Linked DNA regions of Danio rerio: region 2 is linked to region 1. A link is a contact called in public Micro-C data. All regions are on one chromosome and are shown on one strand. The core of a region is the stretch at or near the end of the contact, and the rest is flanking DNA. Distances in the headings are between cores, read along the strand shown. Region 1 overlaps stk17al (serine/threonine kinase 17a like). Region 2 has its middle 18 kb from the start of atp6v0a1a.

Region 1 (6,420 bases), core at 1,831-4,330:
TCAAATTAATCGTGAAAAAACGTAAATAATCTTATAAAACATCCAATTCCAAACCATATAATCAAATTATATTTATTTCAGTTTGATTTGCAATTAGTAGTTTTATATGACTTGTAGACATTGCATACGCAGCGCACGTGATGTATTTGAGTGTCTCTCGCAAAAATTTCGTCTCACCTGCCCCCTCACTATTTGACCATTACGTGAGAGTGGTGGAAAATGTGTTGCAGCTTGTGCAGTAAGTAAATGCAGATGAAGCACGAGTGATTTACACTTCAAGTCAATGCAAAGATGCGATTAGACATCCTGTGGTGGAGATTGGCTGTTTTGATGCGCTTTATACTACAAAAGAAAGTTGGAGCAAACATCTAACCAACAGAGCAGTGGAACAGACAGAAAAGCGAGCAGCTTGCAATGATGGAGGTTGATTCAAGGATGACGGCCGATATAGTTACGATATATACGACCATTTAATATATATATATATATATATATATATATATATATATATATATATATATATATATATATATTATAGCAAAATTGATTAATATAATATATAATTCATTCATTCATTTTCTTTCGGTTTAGTCCTTTTATTCATCATCCCTTCTAGCTGCAACCCAGTACTGGAAAACGCCCGTACACTCACATTCACACACACACACTATGGCCAATTTAGTTTATTTAATTCACCTATAGCGCATGTCTTTGGACTGGGGGGAAACCCATGCGAACACGAAGAGAACATGCAAACTCCACACAGAAATGACAACTGATCCAGCCGGGACTCAAACTAGCGTTCTTTTTGCTGTGAGGCGACAGTACTAACCACTGGGCAACCGTGTCTCTTTTATTTTTATTTCATTGTTTATCACCAAGAAGAGCCTTGACTTTTTAATTGCGGTAAATGAACGGTTAATATTTCAAAAAATGTACCACTAATATATCTTTGTCATTGTTTCTAATAGTAACACTAAATATGTTACATCTCACGATTTTAAAACATTAACTTAAAATTAAGTCAATTTAGAAATCAAACTTTACATAATAGAAATCCGGCTTATTTTACTAATGTTTTTATCTAATAGTACATTACCTAAAAACAGCAAAGGTGCATAGGATCGTGTCAGAGAAAATCATCAAACATAAAGCATAAGGTTTATGTAAAAATATAAAAGTTATTTTGTGTAACCATGTAATCCAATTACTCTAATTACAAGTACTTGACTATTGGAATCTGATTACGTAATCCAGATTACATGTAACTCGTTACTTACTTGCCCTGCTCTGGTAGCAGCATGCCCTGACCCTGAAGTGTTTTATGATGACTTGGACGTTGCGCACTGTAATTTGGTTATTCAGTCCCCAGGGCTTTTGAAGATTAGAATTACAGGCCCAAAGAAATGGCACAGCGGGCAAATCAAAACAGGATTTTTTTTTCAGAACTCTTGCTTGTGTTTGCACTGCAGTTTGCATCTCTCTCAATACCTTTTGGGACGCCTAACCACAGACCACAGTTTGAACTAGTTCTCTTTTAACCCAGTATGTGAATGTTCCAGTACAATACACACACGCATGCACACACACAAAATTGAAGTAAGAAATGCATAAAGTCCCGAGTGAGAATGTGGTGTTCTAGGGTTTGCTTCTCGTGAAAGGTCAAATGCGAACGCTTCACAAAAAGAAGTGAGTGCAGCTTTTATTTTCTGACCACACAGCAGCTTTGCCAAAATCAAACTGTTTTTCATTGCCTTGTAATTTTCTGCTCAATTTTTCGAAATTGGAGAAGATGTTTAGTCAGACACCCAGACCTGACATTACTGAAGCTTCACAGCTTTAGGTTTAAAATTAAGGATCACTAATTTGGCTTATCAATGCTTTAGTTGATCCGAAAAAGTAAAGGTAATGACCTTATTCTTCTTGTACAAGCGTGTGCAGCTATTTGAAATTATTTTTTTTCCTGTGTCATTCACTTTTATTATTTTTTAGACGTTAAAACGACTCGTTATGCTGATTGATATTGCAAACTGATGTTTTCTGCTTGTATTCTACTTTGTCTTTATAGTCATGAACAAACTTGTTTGCAGAAAACTACTTGTTCCTAGTCGTTTTTTTCCATAGGCAACTGAATCAGAAGTTCTAAAATCATTGCAAAAACGAGCACACTTCAGCATTGAAGAATAAGGTCAATAGATAATTTACTTTCTATTTTTGTTAACATATTCTGCATGGTAAAAACACTATATACATAAACATTTTTTATTTATTTATTTGAAACTAAAGACTTTCACTGTAAGACCAAAAAAATGCAAAACAGTTTGATTCTTGGTCTCTTTTAAAGGGAAACAGCTCACCCGAATCTTGAAAACAAACAAAGATTTTTTTGTAAAATGTTGAAAAACAGTAACCATTGGCCTCCATTTGTATTCGTTTCCTATTATGAAAGTTAATTACAGGTTTTTAACATTCTTCAAAATATCTTATGTTCAACAGAATTAAAAAGCCCATAAAGGTTTGCAACCACTAAATGCTGAGTAAATGTTCATTTTTGGGTGAAATGTCTCTTTTAAAGTTCTAATTTCTATTAAATTTTTCATAATGTGCAAAATAAAAACAGGACTAAATGTTCTTTTTTTATTTTTATTTTATTTTTTAGCTAATTATTTATTTAACTCACCATTTGTGAGAAAATAGCTTACTAGATATTGTCAGCAGAAGTGCAATCACACTATTCTTGCTCTTCCAGTAACACAGTTGCTGATAAACGTCACTAAAGAGGAGGAAATGACAGGTCATTAAGTTTTAAATGCTTTTCATAATCAGTGTATCTGTCATTCAAATCTCCCTTATTTTTCCCCCCTTCATTTCTTGAATGCATTTCATGTGTTTTTCCTCCTGAAATCAGCTTCACATCAGCAACCTGTTATTGCAGACTGTGTGTGGATCAGACAGGCAGGATGCTGATGAGTTGAATGACGGAGGTTTTGAGAACAGGTTGATTACATCTGCTTCTGTTTCTCAAAGGTAGCTAGCCACAAAAATAAAAAAAAATGCTCCACCAATGAACCACATCCTCTGAAAAGACAGCTGTGTGTCAGACTGTCAAAGCACGCACATTGGTATGTGTGCAAGCAACTGGTGTCAGTAGATTTACCTTATAAGGAAGCCAACGCTTGTTTTTCGTTTTGCAAGCTCAGCCCCATCAGTCAAGGTCTTGATCTGTTTACATGCATATATATGTTTAAATAAACATTAGAATTAGTTGTTTTTATGTATATTAATCCTATTTTTCAAATATAAAAGAAAAATTGTTTAAAATGTGGAAGTTTCAGCTCTATTTTTCTCTATTTAGCATGTTTACATCTTCACTGTCTGAACAATGTGTCTGGTTTGGTAGGTAATAATGCATACACTTACTTTTACTCCAATTATCTGTTGTTAGTTAAATCCCTAAACTTGACATTGGCAGGTTTAGCAGTAAAACCAGTTTAAACCCCAGAGACAGACAGAAAGAGACGCTTTAATTTCCATTTCCTGTGGCTTTTCTTCTAAAAGCAGAGCCGCGACACGCTTGCATGTGCAACGCACCACATCCTCTGTTGTCAGAAACGAACCCAATTCTTGCCATTCTTTGCTGTCTTAAAGTTTAAACCCAAGCTATTGTAAGACTAAGAATAAGAAAGGTCATAATTACTTTTACCAAACATACACGGACACCCCACACAAATTTGTGGTGAAATGTCCGCAATGACTCTCTTACATAAACACACTAGCCGCTGCTTTTTCTAGGGACACACATCTATGTTTTTGGTGGAGTAAATTTATTTTAGGATTTTTTTTTTTTTTTTTGGCTGCATGAGGGATTAAATTGGGACAAATCAAGTTACAGACCAGTTAAATAGTTAGTTCACCCCCAAAATAAGTTGCGAGATGTTCAAAGTCCAGAAAAGCATCTAAAAACATTGTCATTACCGTCCATGAGACTTTGTAGATCAACTGCAATCATATGAAGCTTCAAGAACATTTTTATGCACCAAAGAAAAAAAAATACTATTAAAAATAAATGACTTTGTTCACTGATGTTTGACGTCAGGCCTGTAGCAAATGCACACCCTGGTCTGACATGTACGAAAACGATAGTTTAAAAAAACAAATATATAATTATATACGTTTTAAGTTGTTGCATTTGTGTTCTTGGAGCATTTTGTACAATTGTATTTATAAACTTTTGTCGCACAAGTGTTTTTGGAGCTTTGTTGATTACAGTTGAACCACTGAAGTCAGATGTAATATTTTGACTTTTTGGACTGTGGATTTAGTGCTAGCAAAATAAACATGGCTTATATAGACTTTTTAATAGACGTTAAGTATCTAAGAGCTAATATGCCCAACTAGTACTCCAATTAGTCTAACCCACTGTATATGAAAATGTTATGACCATTCTAAAAAGCATTATTTGACTAACTTTTAACATTTGTCTAAGCTGTATAAGCAGTCAGCCACAGAATTGAATGGAGACCAAAGGAAGTGGTCTCTTTGTTTGGATCCTGAAAAACCAGCAACCACCATGGCAGAGTTTATCTGATGCAGTCTTTCTCAAAACATTAAAAAAATTAGTCAAGTTACTGCACTGATCTGTTTTTCATTCTTTAAATGAAATGAAATGAAACGAAGCCCTCCTTTTCTCTGAGTATGACATTTATCTCTCTAGATAAGCTCTTATGTAAGTCTGCCACAAGTCTTCATCTTCATTATCTGCTTTGTTTTTCCCCATCTGCTTGATCAAAGTCTCTAAATTAGGCTGTTCAGTGGTGCTTTAAGTCCTTTTGACTGATGCAGATGAACAGTGTCTAACTGCTTTTAGTTCAGCCCATTTAAATCCTCCCCCCAAAAATCCAGAAAAACAAGACATCTGGCACCTGTAGAGTCTTTGACAGCTCACTCTTATTAGAGACAGTTCAGAGTACAACGCTTCATTTGTTTTCGGAAGATCGGATGAATTCCACTGCTTTTCTTTATAAGCACATAAAGGATTTCAAACTTTAATTGTAATAATGAAACCATTAGTGCATTCAGTGAAGATCTGTTTGGAGCACACTGTCCATTTGCTTGGTGTGAAAGCAATTTTCCAAACTCTGCTGTAGTCGTTAGCAGGTATGAATGCAGCCAACCTAAATCATGGATGTGAATTGCTGTTGCTTGACTCGAAGATAGATTGCTTTGGAAAGCATTACCAAAGTCATTTTACGTCCAACTACTACAGTACTTCTCATCTTCTCCTGTGCTCTTGGTGGTCTTGGGTAGCGGATGAGCATGATTTTATGCCTGCTTTCTGTTCCAGAAACAGTTTATTTGAACAACAAGATTTTGTCTTCGCTCCACATTGGCTTCAAAACCAAAACCTTGCATTTCCCGTGTCAAATGTGTTGGCATTCATCTCATTTATTAGATCACCAGGATTTGGGTAGATAATTAAAATAAAAAAACGGGATCTCAACAGTACGAATTGTGTACAATTTAGCCCAAGTCGAATTTTCATAGAGTAGCTAGGTTTCCATCCTATTTAAAGTTCGCAAAAAGAGAAAAAATCTCACTTCAAATTAGGTGCGTTTCCATTAAGTTGTTAGAGTGGCTGACAGTTGTATTGGTAACCTAGCAACCAACAGTAAACAAAAAACGGAATGGAGGGTTGAACAATACAGGAATTTAGTACCAATTCATCCTGAAATTTTAAAGCGTCCATTTCTCGCTAACATTTGAGCGCTACTGAACACATTCTTAAACCACTGATTTGCCGTTGTTCACGTGCTCAACAGAAATGACTGTGATTTGCCGTGAAGCTCATCAGTTCACTGAACTCACCACTTTTTACTGAGTGTAACCACAGATACAGGGACACTGGAGCATTTTAAAGCCACGATTCATCAGCGGATTAGTTGTATGTCAGCTTATAGACAAACCAGCTGATTGACGTGACTTTAAAATGCTCAGTCTATCAATGTTTGCACTCAGTAAGCAGCAGTGAGTCTGGTGAACGAATGTTTAAGAATGCGCTCAATAGCGCTCAAATGTTAGCGGGAAATGGATGGACATCAGTATCAGTATCGATTGATACCGAATTCCAGTATAGTGACAACCCTATACTACAGTTTATTTGACAAACGTTTTTTCCATTTTCCATATTTGCAGGAACCCTTTTTTGCTTAAGTCAAAAACCACCACAAGTGAGCATAACTTTTTTTTTTTTTTTGTTAAGATTAAGCATTAAGATTTTTTTTTTTTTTTTATTTGCCATTGACATACAATCGTTTCTTATGTGATACTTTAAAATGCACACTAACTCAGTGATAGAAACCCAGCTTGTGATGGTTTTCATATTGCAATATAGCTTTTGCAAAATGTAGGCATATTTTTAGT
Region 2 (6,420 bases), core at 1,560-4,059, 45 kb after region 1:
CTTTAGAATAGAAGCCTATGGAGTGAAAGAAAACAGCGCGAGAAAGTGGGATAAAGAAAAGGACACATGCAATGCACAACAAAAAATAAGTAAATAAACTTTAGTCATAACAGTAGATTGACCGAAATATAGTAACAGTATATAGTAACAGTAGCTACTATATTGCATTCCAAATATTACTAACTTCATACTGACATCATAATCCAGCGTTTGTGCATGTGAGTGTGTAAAACACATTTACACAGTAATATAACTTTGTCGAGGTTGCTTTTAGTTGACTTAGATTGCAAACAAAAGATAAAAAATGACCTCTACCTAAGATGCATTCCTAGGTGGGTAGCCATTAAGGCACGTCCGAATACAAGTTCCACTTCACTTCTTGATTCCTCTCTGCAGGCACAGGACGTCAACATGATGTCATACTGACGTTGTACCCCAACGTTGTGGGGATGTTCTATTTTGTTTGGAAATAAAAATCAGCTTGACGTCAGAACCATACGTCAGGCCAACATCAATGTCCAACCTAAAATTAACCAAATTTCATAGTCTAACCATGTTACACTTTGACTTTGTGTGAACGTTACCACTATGACATCTACAGTACAGTATAAGACGCTAGATTTTGGTCACTTTCCTACACAACCTAAAATCAACCAAATATCCACATAATTTTATGTCGTTATTGAACATCAAAATAATGTTGTCCTTAGACATTGAATTTTAGTCACCTGATGTCACAACCTAAATCTAACCTAATGTTAACGTCTTATGATGTTGTGTGCCTGCTAGGCTGAGAGAAGTTTCCTTTGCTGTCTTTGTTGTTCCACAACCCTGTGCTTGAATTTGTAAGCGTTTTAAAATGCCATCTGAAATTTGCAGTTGTGTATTGTTAAGCAAGTATTTATTTTGAGAAACTACTATTATAATCAGTTATTATTTATTTTAATAGTTAGCACTAGAGCAGGGGTGTCAAACTCAATTCCTGGAGGGCCGAAGCCCTGCACAGTTTAGTTCCAACCCTGCTCCAACACACCTACCTGTAGGTTTCAAACAAGTCTGAAGGACTCAGTTTGATCAGGTGTGTTTAATTAGGGTTGGAACTAAACTGTGCAGAGCTGCGGCCCTTTTGGAACTGAGTTTGACACCTGTGCACTAGAGCGTGCATTGTTCAAATCATTTGATTGATTTTCACTGATAAAATAATATTTTCTTTGTTGCCTTCTTAAAACTTTGCTGCAACAGAAGTGTTTATTTCTGCCTGTAAATTACTTTATAGTCATTATATTTCTGAAATGATCTCTTTAACACAGTAGTGAATTGCAGATTCTCTTGGGTATTGAATCAACTTGACCCTCCCAAGTGTCTTGTGATTGGCTGTTTGTTGCACGTGTCACATTTTTAGGCGCATTTGTTCCAGAGTTAATCACAAACTCTGGATTAAAGAGCTGACAGATAGTTTATGTCAAGCGCTTTGAAACCATTTCACCTTATCATATAACTACATTGGATTTATTTGGTTTAATCAACCCAAAACACAAACTGCAACCCGTAGTTGTTAAACTCATTTTGTGCAACAGGCCTTAGAGCTCTCTCTCTCTGTTTTGTTACACACAATTAAACCATTAAGCTGCATCAGAAGTTTTGTGAGTGAAACCAGTATTGTGCTTGGTTTCAGGTTAGATCCCTGCTTGACTAATTTTGTTGCATACCTGTTTCTTGTTTAACTCTTTATCTTGCATTTTAGGCTCTCCGTCTCATTGTTCTGTAGGTTATCTTTTTGGTTTTTGTTAAAGTTTAAAGCTGCAATCAGATCGCCTTTACCTTGTCTTTCCTGTACCGCACTGACAATTGTGTAATACATTTGCATATGTACTGCAAAGCGATAAGAGATTCTGAATCAGGTTGGTTTCGATGAGCTTTAAACTGGACAAACTGGCTTCTTTTTGGGACATAAAATGCAAAAGGGGGCTTTTATTGTTTTTTTTGGAAAACAATAACATGAAATCTGGAATGTTTAGTTTCATCGTAGTTTGACAAGAGCACAATCAAGAAAAAAAGCATAGCAGCTAGTTTTTGTTTGTAATGACCCGAACGTCTGTGATGTTTATTGCACGATGCCCAGTTTTTCCCTCTGTAGCCATTTACAAAGTCAACAAAGTGGATGAAGCCTGCTGTTTTAAGAGTTAAAATGTTAAACGAAGCCTCAAGAAAAAAAATAGGATCATCAATATTTACATACTAGAAAATGAAATACACCACAACCAGCACGTGAATGAAAGAACGCAAACCTTCTCTCGTGCTTTCATGCCATCCGTCTGCTGGAGAATTCCACATTAATAGGGTTTATTTATTTATAGCCCACGAAAATGAGCCTGCAGAATCCAATACTGCTTTATCAGAACGGGAATCGTCTGCATGCACAAAACACATGACACTCACCATGCAGAAAATTCCTGTTTCTATGTGTGTGTGTGTGTGTACTGGATGCTTCCATAAATAATATTATTATCTCGCCTTCTCGAGTTGATCGATCCTTTGATTAAATTACAACATATTCTAGTGGCGATTCCGGTGAAAAACGATCGACCTAAGGTGAAGGAGGATACAACCCTCAGACTAAACTTGTCTCCAGTGGGCACTAAATCTCCCAAAGTTTGAAAAACAGATCAATGGAATTCTAAGCCTTCGAGCAAGGAATGTTTGAAGGAAACACATTTTCTTATACGTGCACTTGCTCTCCTGGCTTGTCAATCAGGAAGCTGCAGGAGAACAGCGTGTACAGTGTAGCGGTTGAATGTAATGTACTGAATGTAATGAATGTAATGGACTATTCAATAGGGGGACATGCTGCCACTTTGGAAGCTGTCGCTGAATTGCCTATTATAGGCTTATCAACAAACGTGTAAAAGAGTTATGTAACACAAACTAGTTTAATCTCCCTGTCCTAGCTTGCTCTAACTTCCACTATTTTATTTTATTTTTTTCAGCAAGTCTGGCTCACCTTTTTCCAAGTGTTCATTTAGCAGTTGATCTTTTTAAATAAAAAAGAAACACTTTCCTTCATCCCTCTATTATAATTATAATAAAACGTTTATATGGCAGCATGAAGTTGTATTATACCGCCATTATATAATAATATAATTATTATAATAACTCTATAGATTTATTTTTTCAGAAACTTTTTGATGTATTGCTTTTTTTAAGGTTTGCAACCACTTACCTTAAAATATGTTGTAAGTCCAAAGAATCCTTTTTTTCAGTGTGCCTTTGTTATGATCACCATCAATCTAGCGACTGCGGATCACCGGGAAACACGCAGTTTGCTGGTGAACTACAAATCCACCACATTATGGACTACAGCATGCAGTCATGCACTGCACACACACACCGGTTCCTAATCCTGACTGATTGCTAACATACACAGCTGAAGCTGTTCAGAACTTATGACATGGACTTTACAAAGCAGCACTAACAAACACACACACACACACAAGTTGCTGAGTCTTGTTAGACGTAACTGAACATTGCATCGCGTTTCCCTTGCCTAGTCTGGCCGTGTACCAATCTTTACTTTGTTTTGTTTGCTTTTTTATGTCTGTTGCCTGCCTTTGACCAATTGCCTGCTTATTGTCTACGATTCTGGATTGCCTGTATACATCTATTTGCTCCTGTGTTGACTGTTGCTTGCCTGTAAATTCTCTGCATAATAAAACCTGCATTTAGATCTGCACATCCCTTGTCAGTGCCCATTCATAATCACAATATAGACTCTTTTATTTGTATGTTTCTTTTATAAAACAACTTTTAAATGACTAAATGTAAATGTAATATATCAAGGATAATATAAATAATACATCATGGATAATAAGACTTTGGTTAACAAAACCAAAGATCCATTATAATGATCGGTTTTCTTGAAATTGAGATTTATATGTCATTTAAAAGCTGATTTTATTTTTTATTGATGTATATAGTTTGTTAGGACAGAACAATATTTGACTACAATTGAGATTCAATTTAATTGCTTTGAGATACAACTAGTTGAAAATCTGAAATCTGAGGGTTCAAAAAAAAATTAAATATTGAGAAAATGGCAAAACATACTTGAAGAGCATGAATTATGTAGCGAATTATTTAAAGAATTATGTATGCAAAGCTACGTATGGCTGCATTTCGTCTTTAAAATGAACGCTACTGTGTGGACTTGAGACTCGAGGAATTGACGGCAATGAAGGGTTTCAATTCCAGCATAGTGACAGTTCGAGAAAGCAGTCAAAAACAAAGCCAAAAAATAAAAAAGACAAGTAAATAATAAGGAAAGCGTGGTTAGATCTAAAAACGTGATAAAAATCAGGTGGCCATTTTCTGTATTGCTTTTGACAACATTGTCAGTTGGGGTTAGGGAAGGGGGCCGGTCAGTCATTCGACAGAGGCCTCCAGTGGGCTTGCGCGAGAACAGCAGGTACAAATGGCACTCGCAAGAGAAATTTGATATCTCCAAATGTGTACACAGTGGCCTCTGGTGGATTTTGGCAAAAACTGCAAAAAAACAAAAAAACAAACATAGCTCCTAGGATGTATTTTTCATCTCCAGAAATGAATATATGTATTGTTAAAGTGTCTAAATTGAGTTCTTAGAGTTGCATAAAACTAATCAAAATGTAAGTTTTAATATACAGTATTTTTTTTAGCTTGAGTGTAATTTATTTATTTATTTATTTTTTAACTCAAGCTGAAAATTTGCATGACATTGTGTCCTAAGTACATGTGATGCAATGCTACGAATTGCAATAAACATTATCATTATCCCATGAGTTTTCATGATTGAGGTGGGGGAAATTTGCGTCTATTCATATGCTTTGCATTAACTTTGTATGCAGTACACTGTACCAAGTTTACTAACTAATTTATATATTAATCTATATCAAAGACATATTTAGTGTTATCTCAGCACTAGAAGGCAAGTTAAATGTTTTTATTTTTTTATTTTATTTTTTTTTACACTTTTTGTATATTTTGAAAGATTCATCATGGAAGATGCCAATACAAAGCATTTATTTCCAAGACTAAAGGAGACTAACTGGAATACAACACCGATACTCAGATACAAGATTGATAGCTAACTACAATAACAAAATGTGCAACTCTTACACAAACCTGCTGCACCTCATGCTTCTGTCACGTGGGACCAATCAAATCAGATCAAAGAGCCTGAGGTAATGCTTTGAAACCAGTAAAATTCAAGCAGTCTCTTGCAGGATAGCACATTGACAACTCTCACCATGCAACTAAAAAGCTGCCCAATTTTATTTTCCCCTGCACTGTAAAACCCAATAAGTTATGGTAACTTAATCCATTTGAGGAAACCGCTTGCAACAAACCATTCAAGTTCAAAAACGAGTCCTGATGAGTACTGTGAACTTAATTCATGTGAGTAAAAGAAGCTATTTGAGCACAGTAAAACCCAATAAAAGGAGAGAACTCAAACCAACCGAGTACTCTAAAAGCCAATAAGTTAAGGGAACTCAAATCGCTTGAGGAAACAGATTGCAACAAACCATTTGAGTAAAAAAAACAAAAACTAATCTATATAAGTACTGTGAACTTACTCCATTTAAGTTGAAGTAATGAGGTATTTAATTAACTTATTACCTTCAACAATGAGTTCAATACTTTGATCAAATGAGTAGAATTAACTTTTAGTCAATTGAGTTAACTACAGTCATTTCATTTGATAAAGTTGACTGTTGGGTTTTACATTGTGGGAAACAGTAGGAAGGCTTTTTTTAGTCTTGTTGGGTCTAATTCCGTGTGTTATTATGCTTTGTGGAGGCCTTCATACTGTACAAATAAACACATGCTCGCATAAGTTCCTCTGAGGTTTCTTCAGCTGCTTTAACCTCCTCTACCCTTTTGGGTGTTTATATTATTGCCCATTTATAAGAGAAGTCAAAGGTAAGCTCACATTTTGTTGATGAAAAGGAATTTTAGCTGCGAAGAAGCAATAATCTTAACAAATTTATAGGAAAACATATAACAGGCCTAAAAATGTTGGCACGAGAGTAAAGCTTCTGCAGTTGGGAATGATATTTCTCGCTGTAATTCAAAGGCAAAATAATCTCTGTGTCAGTTACGTGAAATATAACCTGCAAAAACCTCACAGACAGGAAACCTGGTTCACTGGTTCATGCCGCTTGAAGTGGGTTTTTCACGGTTCATTTCCCCAGTGTGGGCCTAAATGTTTTGTTAAAACTTATACGTGCCTTTTTTATTATTAATTTTCACATTAATACTTCGGTATCCTGGGAAATATCTGATGAGTTTAATAGCTCTGGCTCTGTCTAAGAATATAATACTTGCATTCAGGCTTCGTGGTTTAAATTTGTGTCTCATTCTGGGTCAGTGAGATATTTTAGAGCA

Evidence for each region. Hi-C and Micro-C count contacts between places; a contact is called where the count stands out from the background.
Region 2: a Micro-C map of caudal fin shows a contact between it and region 1, with 2.1 times the contacts expected there. The contact joins two enhancer-like sites. A contact is called at or near these places in 2 of 18 Hi-C or Micro-C datasets (caudal fin and an unstated tissue).

Annotation. Positions count from the first base shown.
Region 1 is chr3:15,529,816-15,536,235 of GRCz12tu, forward strand. All of the region lies in intron 3 of stk17al (serine/threonine kinase 17a like), which reads left to right. Among named protein-coding and RNA genes, the nearest start is that of stk17al, 17 kb to the left of the region's middle. Within about 2 kb of position 3,081, at least 11 of the 62 cell types and tissues checked have an H3K27ac peak or open chromatin away from gene starts, as enhancers often do. A contact at or near this core is called in caudal fin, where this site is marked.
Region 2 is chr3:15,574,937-15,581,356 of GRCz12tu, forward strand. No RefSeq gene overlaps it. Among named protein-coding and RNA genes, the nearest start is that of atp6v0a1a, 18 kb to the right of the region's middle. Within about 2 kb of position 2,810, at least 4 of the 62 cell types and tissues checked have an H3K27ac peak or open chromatin away from gene starts, as enhancers often do. A contact at or near this core is called in caudal fin, where this site is marked.